Linked DNA regions of Mus musculus: regions 2 and 3 are each linked to region 1. Evidence: chromatin contacts called from public Micro-C and promoter capture Hi-C data. All regions are on one chromosome and are shown on one strand. Each heading gives the region's core, a stretch centred on a gene start, on an enhancer-like site or on the middle of the called end of the contact. The rest is flanking DNA. Distances are from core to core; before and after follow the strand shown. Region 1 has its middle 48 kb from the start of Gpr26. Region 2 holds the start of Cpxm2 (carboxypeptidase X 2 (M14 family)). Region 3 has its middle 58 kb from the start of Cpxm2.

What was found. Promoter capture Hi-C pulls out the DNA fragments that hold promoters and counts their contacts. A called contact is a pair of places that touch in the nucleus more often than the background predicts.
Region 2: a promoter capture Hi-C map of hippocampal neurons shows a contact between it and region 1, with 2.3 times the contacts expected there. The contact joins the promoter of Cpxm2 here to the enhancer-like site in region 1. A contact is called at or near these places in 1 of 39 promoter capture datasets (hippocampal neurons), 1 of 484 Hi-C or Micro-C datasets (cortical neurons), 1 of 115 datasets of contacts at active chromatin or transcription factors (forebrain) and 3 of 9 other capture datasets (adipose tissue, embryonic stem cells and pancreatic islet).
Region 3: a contact with region 1 is called in a Micro-C map of stem cell-derived neurons, with 2.5 times the contacts expected there. The contact joins two enhancer-like sites. A contact is called at or near these places in 6 of 484 Hi-C or Micro-C datasets (ECoMG myeloid progenitors, embryonic stem cells, stem cell-derived neural progenitor cells and 2 more), 3 of 115 datasets of contacts at active chromatin or transcription factors (astrocytes, fibro-adipogenic progenitors and stem cell-derived neural progenitor cells) and 1 of 9 other capture datasets (embryonic stem cells).

What each region holds. Positions count from the first base shown.
Region 1 is chr7:132,012,053-132,016,331 of GRCm38.p6, reverse strand. No RefSeq gene overlaps it. Among named protein-coding and RNA genes, the nearest start is that of Gpr26, 48 kb to the right of the region's middle. Within about 2 kb of position 2,916, at least 34 of the 459 cell types and tissues checked have an H3K27ac peak or open chromatin away from gene starts, as enhancers often do. A contact at or near this core is called in cortical neurons, hippocampal neurons and stem cell-derived neurons, where this site is marked.
Region 2 is chr7:132,153,440-132,157,732 of GRCm38.p6, reverse strand. It overlaps Cpxm2 (carboxypeptidase X 2 (M14 family)), which reads left to right and starts at 2,992. Exons shown (of 14, transcript NM_018867.5): 1 at 2,992-3,447. The coding sequence starts at 3,120.
Region 3 is chr7:132,210,481-132,214,667 of GRCm38.p6, reverse strand. No RefSeq gene overlaps it. Among named protein-coding and RNA genes, the nearest start is that of Cpxm2, 58 kb to the right of the region's middle. Within about 2 kb of position 2,422, at least 33 of the 459 cell types and tissues checked have an H3K27ac peak or open chromatin away from gene starts, as enhancers often do. A contact at or near this core is called in stem cell-derived neurons, where this site is marked.

The DNA.
Region 1 (4,279 bases), core at 1,667-4,166:
TCAGGGAGATGTACTTTGTTGTAGCGGTGCTATACAGAGATGATTTCTTAACTCTTAACGACGATTCTGTAAGAAAATCTAAAACTATACCAATAATTATTAAGCCCTTTATAATAAGGACTTCAGCTAAGGCCCTCTGTGATATGAGTACTGCAATTAGAAATCTGTCAGTCTTCACATGTCATGAGCTAATTGCTTCTGAGATAGAAAGCAGGCATGTGCAACTTAGAACACATTCCTTAGAGCTGTAAAACAATTAACCAAAGGTCATAAAAAGAAACAACAATTTATTGTAGGTGCAAAGACAGAAGATAAAATATTGACTGGACTTATCTATACAAAACTCCAATGCTAATTTAAACACAAACATTATAGTTTTAGACTCTCAGTGAACCTGAGGAGTTAGGGACAGATAATGCATGTCTAGCTAGATAATTAGTCTTGATAAGAGCACATCTAAACATACCTGTTGTAAACTTCTTATTCCATTTATGATTTGAATTTATGTCTAAACTTGTAGTGAACTTTTTGATTGTTGAAATACCATGTAATCATGTATTCTGAGAAAATGTATAAAGAACTGAGAACAATGAAAAGAACAGGGTAGCAGAGTAGAGTAGAAATTAAGAGAGCAACTTAGAAATAAAGAGAGCATATAGTCTATCGTCTGATAGGCTTCCCACCTCCCCATACTTTCCCTTAGAATTAAAGATTAGAATTCTTTTTATAAGTGTCCCCCCCCCCGCACCCCTCCCCCCAGTCTTTCCCTAGTTGACAAGGAGTTAAATAAACCCTCAGCCTTTGGGCCAGTCACCTGAAGAGAGGGACTGTGGAGACAAGAACAAAAGACCTTTTTACCTAGTCGCCTGCTGTTAAGCACTGGTGTTAATTTGCCCCAGGCCTGCAGCTTCTGGCCTCAGAGTAACTTAAAGTCAAGATAGGTAAACATTATTATGGAAAACAACCTTAATGACTTGCAAGACCAAGTTCCCAACCCCCTACCTAGCACATGGGTTGCACTAAAGAAGTAAACAGCGAGTCTACTCCTGAGGTTTACACTAAGGGAGTTCTGCTCATGCAGGGATAGATCCACCAGAGCTTGGTTTGTAATGGAAACCAGCTGGAAAGCAACTGAATGCTCACCAACAAGTGGATGGATTGCAAAAATACTGCAGTAAACACGTGCTATTCCTGTACATTTTTTATACTTTCAGGCATCAGTTAAAATAAAGTTAATTTTAAAAACGGGGGTGCATCCATACCATGGAATACTGATTAGTTGCAGAACAGAAGGTGATTATACACATGTGACTTTCAGAGTCACATGAGTGATATAGCCAAGCAACTGGCCATATTTGAGAAGTCCTATAGAAGGCAAAGACCTTGCCAGTTGCATGGTCAACATCCAGCATCAGATGCTGGTTCTGCTGGGCTGGGATGTAGTCCAACTGTTATCACAGGAAGCAGGGTGTTGTCCTGGTTGGTCCCAGTTAAAGCACAAAAGTCATAAGAGATCATGACAGGGCTGGGGAGGTGTTTCACTCAGTGGTTAAGAGTACTTGCTGTGTTTCCAGAGGACCGGAGTTCAATTCCCAGCACCCACATAGCAGCTCACAGCTGTTTGTACCTCCAGTTCTAGGGGATCTGATACCTTCATACAGTCACACAGTTCCAGGGGATCTGATACCCTCACACAGACAAGGCAAAGCACATACGAAACAGGGAGGGAGAGAGAGAGAGAGAGAGAGAGAGAGAGAGAGAGAGAGAGAGATCATGACACTGTTCTTGTTTTATGCCGGTCCTCACACCTAACTCATTTGCAGTTAGATGACTAGACATGCTGTGGGTGTGGCCTCTGAGATTGTCTGTCAGTCCCTGATAGTCACCAAGTGGCCTGCAGCAAAACCCTGTTCATGGGAGGCCCATGACAGGCAGTCTTGAGGCACCAAAACTGTCTGGGGGGTGCTTTCATACCACACCAGGCATGTCCTGGAGAGGCTAGTCACAGAGCAATTGCCTAGTGAGTAACTGACAGTCTGGAAACTACATCCTAATTCAGATATGCCTACACATGCCTAGAGTCCCAGCTACTCAGGAGGCAGAGGCAGAATGTTCTCATAAGCCCGTGAGGTGGACAGCAATAGTGACACTCCATGTGACACGCCATTTCTCCGAGTGAACAAGCAAAAGAAACTGCTGTCCTACTTTCTGACTCTGGTGTAACACCCTGCCTGTTTATGCTGGTGCTCGGGGGTTGCTTTGCATAGGACTAACTTGGTCCATGTATCATCTGTAAGAGAATGACTACGGTGAAAGAGGGCACCAGGGAGCACCTGGGTCACCTGTTTCCTTCTGGGGCTCCATAGAATACTACCCACATGGAGTGGGAGGGGGAATGGGATCTCAGTAGGCAGGAAAGGGCAAAGGGTGTGGACACAGTAGGTCAGGGCAGCTGCTGCAGAGTAACTGACGCAGAGACTGTCCATCAAAAGGAACTGAGTGAGTTTGGGAAGCTCAGGATGTTTATTTCCCTATGAAAGTATTAGTAGGTTCTGCACATTATAGGGGTGATTTGAAGAACACCCAGTTTCAAGGTAAGTATTCAACTAATTTAATGGTGGTCATTGCTATTTTATCATCATTATCATTATCAGAGCACAGCATGCACATAGTCCTCAGATAGTCACAGGTAATCCTCCCTCTGCAGATATTGGCCTATAGTTGACCCCAGCATGGGCATCTTTCCATATAAGTACATTTGACTGTGCCAAGGGAGTATCCCTGGTATGCCTGGGCACAGTATTTGGCAGAGAAGTGCTGTGCATGTCTATTTGAAAAGTCCTTGTCTTATTAACTCATAGCCCTGGGGACTTGGTTCTTTTGTGACTGTTCATTGAGGAGACAAATAACTCAGCTGGGCTTCATGTCTGGTTTCAAGGTTTCCATGGAGACCTGGATGAAGACAGATGCAGCTTTCAAAGCCTCCACACTTTCCCCTGCAGTTGGCTAGTGAGAGGTTCTTCTGTGAGATTCATTCTCTCTCTTTCTCTCTCTCTCTCTCTCTCTCTCTCTCTCTCTCTCTCTCTCTCTCTCTCTCCTTCCCTTCCTCCCTCACTGTGTGTGTGCATGTACAGATGTGTGTGTGTGTGTGTGTGTGTTAGAAGCTTGACATTGTATATACACATGCACAGGCTATCCTCTTTGCTGGGAGATATCTTACCCCTGGAAACCAAGAAAAGCCACCACACATGCCTGATGTGGTATGAAAGCACCCCCCAGACAGTTTGGTGCCTCTAGACGGCCTGTCATGGGCCTCCCATGAACAGGGTTTTGCTGCAGGCCACTTGGTGACTATCAGGGACTGACAGACAATCTCAGAGGCCACACCCACAGCATTTCTAGTCATCTAACTGCAAATGAGTTAGGTATGAGGACCAGGCTTGCTACTAGGTCAAGGAAGCTGCTGTGATGGTGGACTCTTGGGGGCATGAGGTATTCTTGGTACTGGATTCCTCTTGTGGTTGGAAGAGGAGGAGGAGAAAGTGAGCAAGTGTTTGTGTACATTCTCTACATAATACTTACTTTCTATCGTTTATGAAGGTTTTAGGTGAGCACCTGCTTGGCACAGTTGTATGCTGCTGCTTAAGATGTTGTGCCTTGTGCATTGTGATACAAGGTGACAGTCCATGGGGGAAGAGAGACACTTAGTCCAGAAACTGGAGCACAGGACTCTGAGGCTCAGGGACACCTATGCTGAGCAGGTCACTCAGCTCTCTTGTCAAGGTTACTTCCATCTAACCTCCAGTGCATCACCCTACTCAGTTCTGTTAGCAAAGGGCAGGCCCATCCTCACTAGAGAACTCTTGCTAGATGAATGTCAAGAAGAAAGAAAAATATCTCCGGAAAAATAGGTAGATGATTTAAACAAACAAATAAACAAAAACAAATAACAAAATAACGAATGAACCAAATAGAAAATTCCCAGGTGAGTCTAGATACTTCGGATGTCTGGAGAGTCAGCAGGTTTACAATACAGAAAAAGATGGGGTTATCCATCCAGAGGCTAGGAGGAGATGAGATGGGAGGGGCTTCCATCCCAGCAGAGATCTTTTCAGTCTTCCTCCTGATTTACCTAGTCAGGGAAGCTTCCCTGTGACCAGTGACCACTGTCTACACCCTGATGACTTGTGGCACACTCTACCCTGCATCGGCTTGGTACTTCTTCTGAATCCTGCAGGCAAAGGTCATGTGGAGTTTGTCTTCTAGTTTTCTCCAGGAT
Region 2 (4,293 bases), core at 1,743-4,242, 140 kb before region 1:
GACACTGGACCTGGAGAGTGGGTGGAAACCTCAAGTGCCAGTCAGAGAGCTGGAAACAGGAAGACCATGAAGGGAGAGCTGCGGTGACCTGGCAAAGGTCTCTGAATGAGAGGCTAGGGGGGATCGGCAGGGGTGGAGGAAGGAGTCAGTTAAAGAATGATGCCAGGTCCGAGATGGAGCTCAGTTGGTAGAGTGCTTGCATGCATCCATGAAGCCCTGAGTCTCCAACACCTCACAGAACTGGGATTAGTTATGTGGGCCCTCAATCCCAACACTCGGAAGGTAGAAGCAAGACGATCAGAAGTTCAAGGTCATCTTTGGAAGTGTTGGGAGTCTAAGATTAGCCCGGGATGCACAAAACCCTGCTTCAAACAACCCAAACCAAACCCCACTACCACCAAAACAACAACAACAACAACAACAACAAAACCAACCAATCAAACAACAACAACCGAAAAGAAAAATGGACATCCATGGGCCTTTCTGATAGCTGTCATATGGATGAAAGGAGAGACTTCATCAGGGCAGTCCAGAAGGCACCTTGGCAGAGACCTTCCCTGCAAACAGGCAGGCACTGGAAGGCAAGAAGCTTGGAGATGAGGATAATAGACTCAGCTTCGCTCTCCTCTCTGTATTTTGTGACCTTTGACTGGATGGCACAGATTTTCAAGTGAGTATCCCCAGAGGGGGTGGGGTGGGGTGGGGGAGGCAAGGAGTGATGTGCTGCTGGCTGTTGCTCTGGAGAGCTGGCACAGAGCAAGCCAGTCTCTGTTCTGTTTGTCTTGTTCGCTCTAATTATGCATCTCTCCAGGGAAAACAAACAAGCAAACATTAGCAGGGAGAGCTTACTTCCTGATTCGAGGGATTTGGAGAGATGCACGTTCAGATGGGGACGCTCTCTAGAAGCTTCCCCAGACAAGGCAGGGCAGGTGCATGCCCCACTGTTGACCTTGTACTTACCAAGGGAAGATATAAAAGCTTCCAGAAGTTAGAGATTCACAGATACTAAGGTTTACCATAACTACTGGCTCAAGCAGATGGTACCTGGTTCATTACCAGTTTGTCATATGTCTGAGAGTGACTCTGTCCTCAGCCATTCTGTAGAATTGAAATGGAGGGCAGTGTTAAACTTCAGCTCTGTCAAAATCACGTGGAAAGCACGCGAGCCTAGTGTTTAGGAGGTTTCAGGGTCTGAAGGAGCCTGGTGTTTGTCTACAACTAGATCACCTGGTCTGGGTGCTATACATATGGTCCTTTTCTGCTAGAACTCTAGTTGGATCTTTTCCTAGTCTTCACTGGTTAGTTGGGACTTTAAGAGTGTGTCTTGCCCATGGAGCCTCTCTTCTCTGAGCCACACGGATACCTGGGACTTGCTTTCTTGTCTGTAGTGGCTGGGTTTAGATAGGACAACCCCTGTGAGTAAGTGCAGGAGACATCCACAGAGAAGAGCGCAGGGGATCCAATCCAAACCAATGCCTTCTTAGAAAGCCAGGGGAGGAGGGAGACTTCCTTCTTCTCTGGAGAACTGCTCTGGATCTTGATTCCCAATTATCCTGGGTTTGACAACTAGATCCAAGGCCCTCTAGCCATCCGCCACGGGCCCTGTGTCAGCTACAGTTTTCTCTCGCAATACCCTTCCACCTAGGAGTTCTAAAACTGCAATCCAAAGGTCGGCTGGGTGGTCTGATAGCAACAGTGAGGACATAGGAGTGAGGCAAAAAGTCACAGCTGAGCTGGCTAACATCTGACATTGGGGGCCTCAGGCCTGTGATTCCCCTCTAAATGCAGAGGCCTTAGCCCAATGCCCAGGTTCATCTCAGAGGCATTCTTGGGTCATATCCCAGGCCCTCAGGGACAGACTGACAGACTTAAGGACTAGTTGTCTTTGTGGCTGGCAGACACTGTGGCCCCTTGGAGGCAACTCTACTGGATCTTTAGAACTTATGAATTAAATGTACAGAGTAGACTGATGACAGTTGGGACCAATTCTGGATCATCTCAGAGCCTCTTAAATGTGGAGTATATTCTCCGCTAGATGGAGATAGAAAAAAATAGGGGTGATTTGAAGGTACAGTTTGGATTTGACCTGTGAATTCTGACTCTGAGATGCAGGGCACCCGAGGCAGCCCCTAGAAAGCACAGCAAGCAAGCTGCAAAACAGTCACTGCCAGGACCTGACTTTAGCGATTCATTGAGTGGCTATGAAAGCTACCCCCAACCCCAGCTCTCACCACAAATGAGTCCCTCAGCCACCACTACACGCACCTTGGTGCTGCTGCCTCTGACATTTAACCTGTGAGTCAGCGAGTCTCTTGTTTTAAACCTGTCTCAATGTGTTAGAGGAGCCATAGAATACTGGTGCAGAGCCCAGAGAGAAGCTAGGGCCACTGGCTTCTTTCCACTCCACTAAGAAAAAAAACTACGGCATGATGGGTAAAGATGGAAGGCACTTTATCAAAGGGAAGGTGACACCAGGGTTCTCCAGAGAAGCCTGGATTCCTGGAAGAGACAAATGCCCTCTTGTGACTTGTGAGATAGTAGTCTTCGGCTGGCTCTATTCTCTCCTACAGAGCCACACTCTGGACGGTAGGCAGCAGGGGTTCCCAGGCCCTTAGGCCCTGCTCCCAGGGAACTTCCTCCAGGGAATCCGGGATTCCTCCACGGTCTGGGGCAAAACGACTGGAGGGCAGCCTGCTGGTTATTACCTTAGCCAGTCTTAATCAGATTTGTTCTGCAAAATGAAGGAATGGAAGACACAGCCCTATAGTTCTCTCCACGATCACCATGCCTTACCTCTGCAGAAGGGGTGCCCAGGAGGACAAAATATCGGCCTCCTAGAAATGCAAGGAAGGCTGGTGACAGTCTTCTAGTGGCCTTCAACACCTGCTGGAGAGGCCCTGGGCGGGTAGGAGGGAGGGTGGGTCGGCCGGCGCCTAGCCTCTCCTGGGCGCGCCCCTGCCCGCCCCACTCCGGCCCAGCCCCGCCCGTCCGGCCTGTCCCACCCACCATCTGCACCCGCTGCAGCGCCCGCGCCCCTGTCCCGCGCCGTAGTCGTCATTTGTAGCCCGCCTGCCGCTCCCGGGGACCCGATCCTACCCTGGGTGCGGGGCAGAGCGGGCATGGCCCGTCTGGGGACCGCCTGCCCTGCGCTGGCGCTGGCCCTGGCACTTGTGGCGGTGGCCCTGGCTGGAGTCAGAGCCCAGGGCGCAGCCTTCGAGGAGCCTGACTATTACAGCCAGGAGCTCTGGCGGCGCGGGCGCTATTATGGGCATCCGGAGCCTGAGCCGGAGCCGGAGCTCTTCTCGCCTTCAATGCATGAAGACCTTAGGGTGGAGGAGCAGGAACAGCAGGAGCCGCACCAGCAGGGCCACAGAACTCCCAAGAAGGCCATCAAGCCCAAGAAGGCTCCCAAGAGGGAGAAGTTAGTTGCAGAGACGCCTCCACCAGGTAACTTTTGCATCGGGCAGCCCGAGGGGGCGCCAGCGATCGTGGCACTCCAGGGGACACCTGGCTTCCAGTATGTTTTCTTGAGTGAGCCCAGCCAAAGTCCTGTGGTGCCTGTGTTATTCCCTAGAGACTACATCTGAGCTAAGTTCAGCTTTCTCTCCCTGCCCCCTCAGGCAGAAACAGAATGGAGCTCTTTGGGAAGCTGCCTGGGGAGCGGCCCGGTGTCCCAATGCTCGCTGGCACAGCCTAAGGAGGCATCTGTTGCTTCTTCCTGCTCTGCTTATGTATTCAATCTTTAGAAGTGTTTTTTTCAGACCGATTTTATCAATGGGCATGTGACCGGCCGGTGTCACTTGGCAGATGGCCTTGGCAAGATTCAGTCAGTGACCTTTATTCAGACAGTGCCCTTCTCAGCTCCCTCCACCCCAGTCAGTGGGGCCCTTAAATCCACTATGCACAGAATGGCACAGTCCCAGCTGCAGACTTTGGATCACTCTTGGTCCCTGTAGCAGCCAAGATTCTGCCTTCTTGGAAAGGGCAGACTACAGGAGCCCTGGAAAGCTCTGAGTGCCTGGCAGCCTGGGATGCTCTACCCATCCCTTGGGCCAATCTCAAATCCATCCTCACTTTCTTCTAGTCCAGCCTGTATCCCAAACCTGTGAAGAGGGCTTTCTCTTAACTGTTTCAGATAGTGATTGCTCAGTGCAGGAGCTGTGTTCCCACTATTTCAATCACAGGAAGCCAGCAGGACAGTGACCAAATTCTATGGCCTTTGCGTTTCTTTGCCTGAAAGGAATCACGTGCCAGGTCACAGAGCTCTGGACTCAGAAGTGGCTTTCATTTGGT
Region 3 (4,187 bases), core at 1,173-3,672, 200 kb before region 1:
CCCCAGAAAAGGAAGTCCCAAACAATAACTAAAGCCGTTGAGTAGCACAGCTCAGGGAAGCTGCTACTCCTTTGCATCATAACCAGTCTGCACTATCGCTTTGCTTCTGAATAAACTTTCTTCACCATTTTGAGTCCTCCTGTGCTTAAAAATAAATTTGAATAGGCTCCAAGAACATGGGGACCCTAGGTCCAGACATCCAGACAGTGGCCTCTCGTATCAGGATGAAGTCACAGTGTTCATGACCCAACCACCTCTCAAAGATGGGGGCCACCCTCAGGGGCTCGTAATACTGGTACTGGGTGAGTGGAGGCTTGATTTTGAAGTTACGTCCAGCTCAAAGAGCATAGTACCTACTTTGTTGTGGCCCGGACATTCATTCTTGCTTTACGTAGAAGGCCTGGGTCCTAGCCAACATCTGGCACTTTCTCTTGCCAATACTTCAACACCAGACGCCAGCAGAGAGCCAGCCTGGGATCCTGTTAGTAACTAAGTTCCGAGGCCTCGGGCCTCCGAAAAGCCTATGAGATCATGTGACTGTGAAAGGGTTTTTACGTTTGTGGACCTGATGGTGCCAACAGAAAGGGGATGTGTGCCATCTAAACTACGTAAGGTTGCTTGGGATTCTGTTCCTGAGTTTTGAATGAAATATTTTGGGCATTTATGTCTTGAGAGTCATAATGGACTTCAAAAGCACAGGAGTGGGGAGGGGGCTGCTAAAATCCAGCTTGTTTATCCTTGAATCTTGATACTCATCTTCCTACCCCAAGCTGTGACTGGAATATTCCACACATTTAGTTCCTCCCATGCAGCGATTTCATTGGCAAATGGACAGAAAAGGAAAGGTCTCCATTCACTGAGTAGCTGGAACGAATGACACAAATTTACACTCAATTCCCAACCTTTCAAATTGAGTTGGAGTTGAAACCGTAGATCACTTTTGCTGGCAGCTGACGTTTTGTGTTCTCCCTTATGGCCAGCAGGGGGCGGGCTGGGCCTGGGAATGTGCTGGGATGCTCCCTCTCCACCAGCTACATGCAGTTTCCCCAAATCCCCTAGGAAATCGGGGCTGGCCTCCTCCACGGCCCCACTCTCCACCAGTTAGGGGCAGGCCGCTTTCCTCCCCACCAAAAAATAACTCTGGAATTCTGGGCTTTGGCTTTCCTGTAGGGCCAGTCTATTCCAGGGACTGGAATCTGTCTCTTGGGGGCTCAAAGCCAGCATCTTCTGACAGGGCTGGATCCCAGCCTCCCTTCCACTGCCCTTATGAGGACATTCTGAGTTCCCACAGTAAATGTAGCTCCTGGTGAGTCTCAGAATCAACTCTTGCCAACAACACTCTCCACTCCAGTCCATCCTATGCAGGAGCAACCTTCTCTATGACTTGGTTTTCTCACCTGCAAAATGGGACTAAAGTAGAGTACAGTAGAGTATGATTGTAATCTCCATGCTAGGGAAGTTCAAGGCTAGCTTGGGCAGCTTGCTGAATCTTAGGCTATCCTGAGTTAGATGACATTCTGATTTAAAAAGCCACAAAGGAGTGTGTGTGTGTGTGTGTGTGTGTGTGTGTGTGTGTGTGTGTATGTAACAAGGTTACATAGCCAGCCTGGGCTACAGGAAAACCTGCCACAAAAAGGCATGTGTATAGGTTAGGAAGGGGCTGGAGAAATATCTCAACAGTTAAGAATGTTTGCTGCTTACCCAGAGGGCCCAATTTCAGTTCTTGTCACCAGTTTGGAGTGGTTCATAATGGCTTCACTCCAGCTCCAGGGGACCCAACACCAATGTCTAGCCTTCCATATGCTCGGCACACATATTGCATGCATGCAATATGTGCCCACAGACACCTAATTTTTTTTTAGAAAAGGAAATGATAAAAGAGACTAAACCACTGTTAAATGCTTAGAAGTAGCTTAGCACTGAATCTATGAGAGATGCTGTAGGCATGGATGCCTGCAGTTCTTGGAGACTGTGGGACATGTTTTCCTTTGGCACTTGCCAGTGGACCACACAATGATGTCATAGGGTGCAGCATATGGTGCTTGCTAACCTACTACCAATCAGAAATAGCCTGAGCCTGGTTTGCCAGCCAGCAAGCCCAGGTCAGCTGGCCTCAATACCCAGCACTTGATTTCGACTCCAGACTGTGAGACTCTTGTGCCTGTGTGCTGAGGAGGGAAGTGGATGGAGGTTTTCTGCTGTTGCTCTGAATGCTAAGGTTGAGTTTCAGCCCAGACTCTTGAAGAGGAAGGAAACTTTGAAATTCTATACAAGTAGGGCTCATTCCAGTAGCCCCCAGAGGTATGCCAGGCTTCTGAGAGCTCCTGAGAGCCGCCAAGTCTTCCTTACATCTCCATGAATGGGTAAAACTGGGCAAAGGCCATAGACACAGGCAGGGTTTGAGTGCCAGCCAAGAGAGGCTCAGGGCATGATGGGAAGGACAGAAACCTTGTCCAGATGCAATCAGATGCTGTTCTGTGTGGGTCACCAAAGCACAGGAAACCAGGCGCTGGGCTCCTCACTGCACAAGGCTCTTTTGTTGAGCCTAATCCCTGTTGACCAGGCTTGGCCTCAAGGTTCTGTGCAGGGCCCTCCCCACCAGGCCCACCCCAGCTCTTTCCAGCCAAAGCCCCCGGGACGAGCTCAGGTTCCCTTTGGCTTCAATGGTAGAGACCAGATCTTGGCTGAGTCTGCCCCCATTTTAAGAGACTCTTTATTGCGGACAGGGCCTGGGTGTGCACACTGTATGAATTCCAACATAACCTCTTTTGTTTTTACCCTTCTTGCTCTGTCTGTTTTCCACTGATGGCCTTAGTCAGCTGAAATATTAATTACATAAAGATGGCCGGGCTGTCAAGCTGGAGAGGTTCTAGTCTGACTCCCTCTTTAGCAGACCAGGAACAGGCCCGAGAGGGAGATCCTTGCTCTAGGTCCCCCAACTGCTGCAGAGGCTCCTGACCCTCATCCCTGATCTCGGCTTCATTCTGTCTAGTGATAGACAAACTCCCTGTTTTAGGTTCCGAGTTCTCTGCAAGTGGCAAAACTCTCTTAAGACCCGAGAACGATATGGAGGGCAGGCCAGAGCGTGGGCCCTCTGGGGAGGGAAGTAGGGGTAGCTGAAGGACCCCTTGATCTGAGTGTGAGGGAACAGGACAGGGCACAGGCCCCTCCCTCCCTTGATCGAATCATTCGTCCAAAAGGGACCCCAGAAATGTCTTCAGACTAGAAAGGGACAGGGTCTGGAGGCTCCTGTGATAGGCTGTGAAAGGGGAACTTAAAAACACGGGGACTCTAGGAGCTCATGAGTAGACGGAAACCTGTTTCCCATCTGTAAAGAAGCAGAGCAGGTGAAGTGGAGTTTGGGGAAGCGGCGCGTGCTCACGGGCAGCTGAGGGTTGGGTGTTGTGGGCCTGGCACGTGGCACAGGGGCAGTAGAAGGGTTGAACAGAGAGATATTGTGTTTTTCTGGGAGCAGTGGGCATATTCTCGAGTGGAGCAGTGGGCATATTCTCGAGTGGAGAGCGGGGGAGGGGGGTGATGGAGTTAGGCCTAACTCACTCCCTCTCTCTTGGGAACCAGCTGGGAGAGTCGACAGGAATCTTCTGTAGCTTGCGCCTTCTTTGGATGCTCCTCCTGTCCGGTTGGTTTGACAGAGTGGGGACTAAATGGATCCTAACACTAAGACTTGGTACTGTCAGCCATGGTCAGCCTGGACCACGCTCCTTGTGGGGAGAGTTGCCTCCAGGTCTAGATAGATGGTCAGGAGCCCCTTGCACAGGTGTGAGCCACACAGGCTACTCAGAGCAGCTAAGGTGACTCTGGATCCCAGGCTTGGAGTCCTGTTTCCATGGAAACCAGCTCTTGCTGATGCCCCTCTCTTCCCAGGCTTCCCTGGGGCTGCTGGGTTCAGGCTCCAGGTGCCAAGTAACCGAGGATTCCTCCCAAACTCAGTTTCCAGAGCATTGCAGGGCTGGTTGGGAGAAGAGTGCAATTTTCTAAGCAGAATTTTCCAGATTAGGTAAGATGGGGGGCGGGGCCCGGGCACTTTCGATGTGACTATAGAATAGAGACCTAGTATCACGCTGAGGCTGGTTGGTAAAACTGAGGATTTGGGTCAGGTGTAGCTTCCCAGGCCCTTGCTGAAGGGAAGTGTAGGCCAAATGTCACCGTGCAGACCACATTCCCGT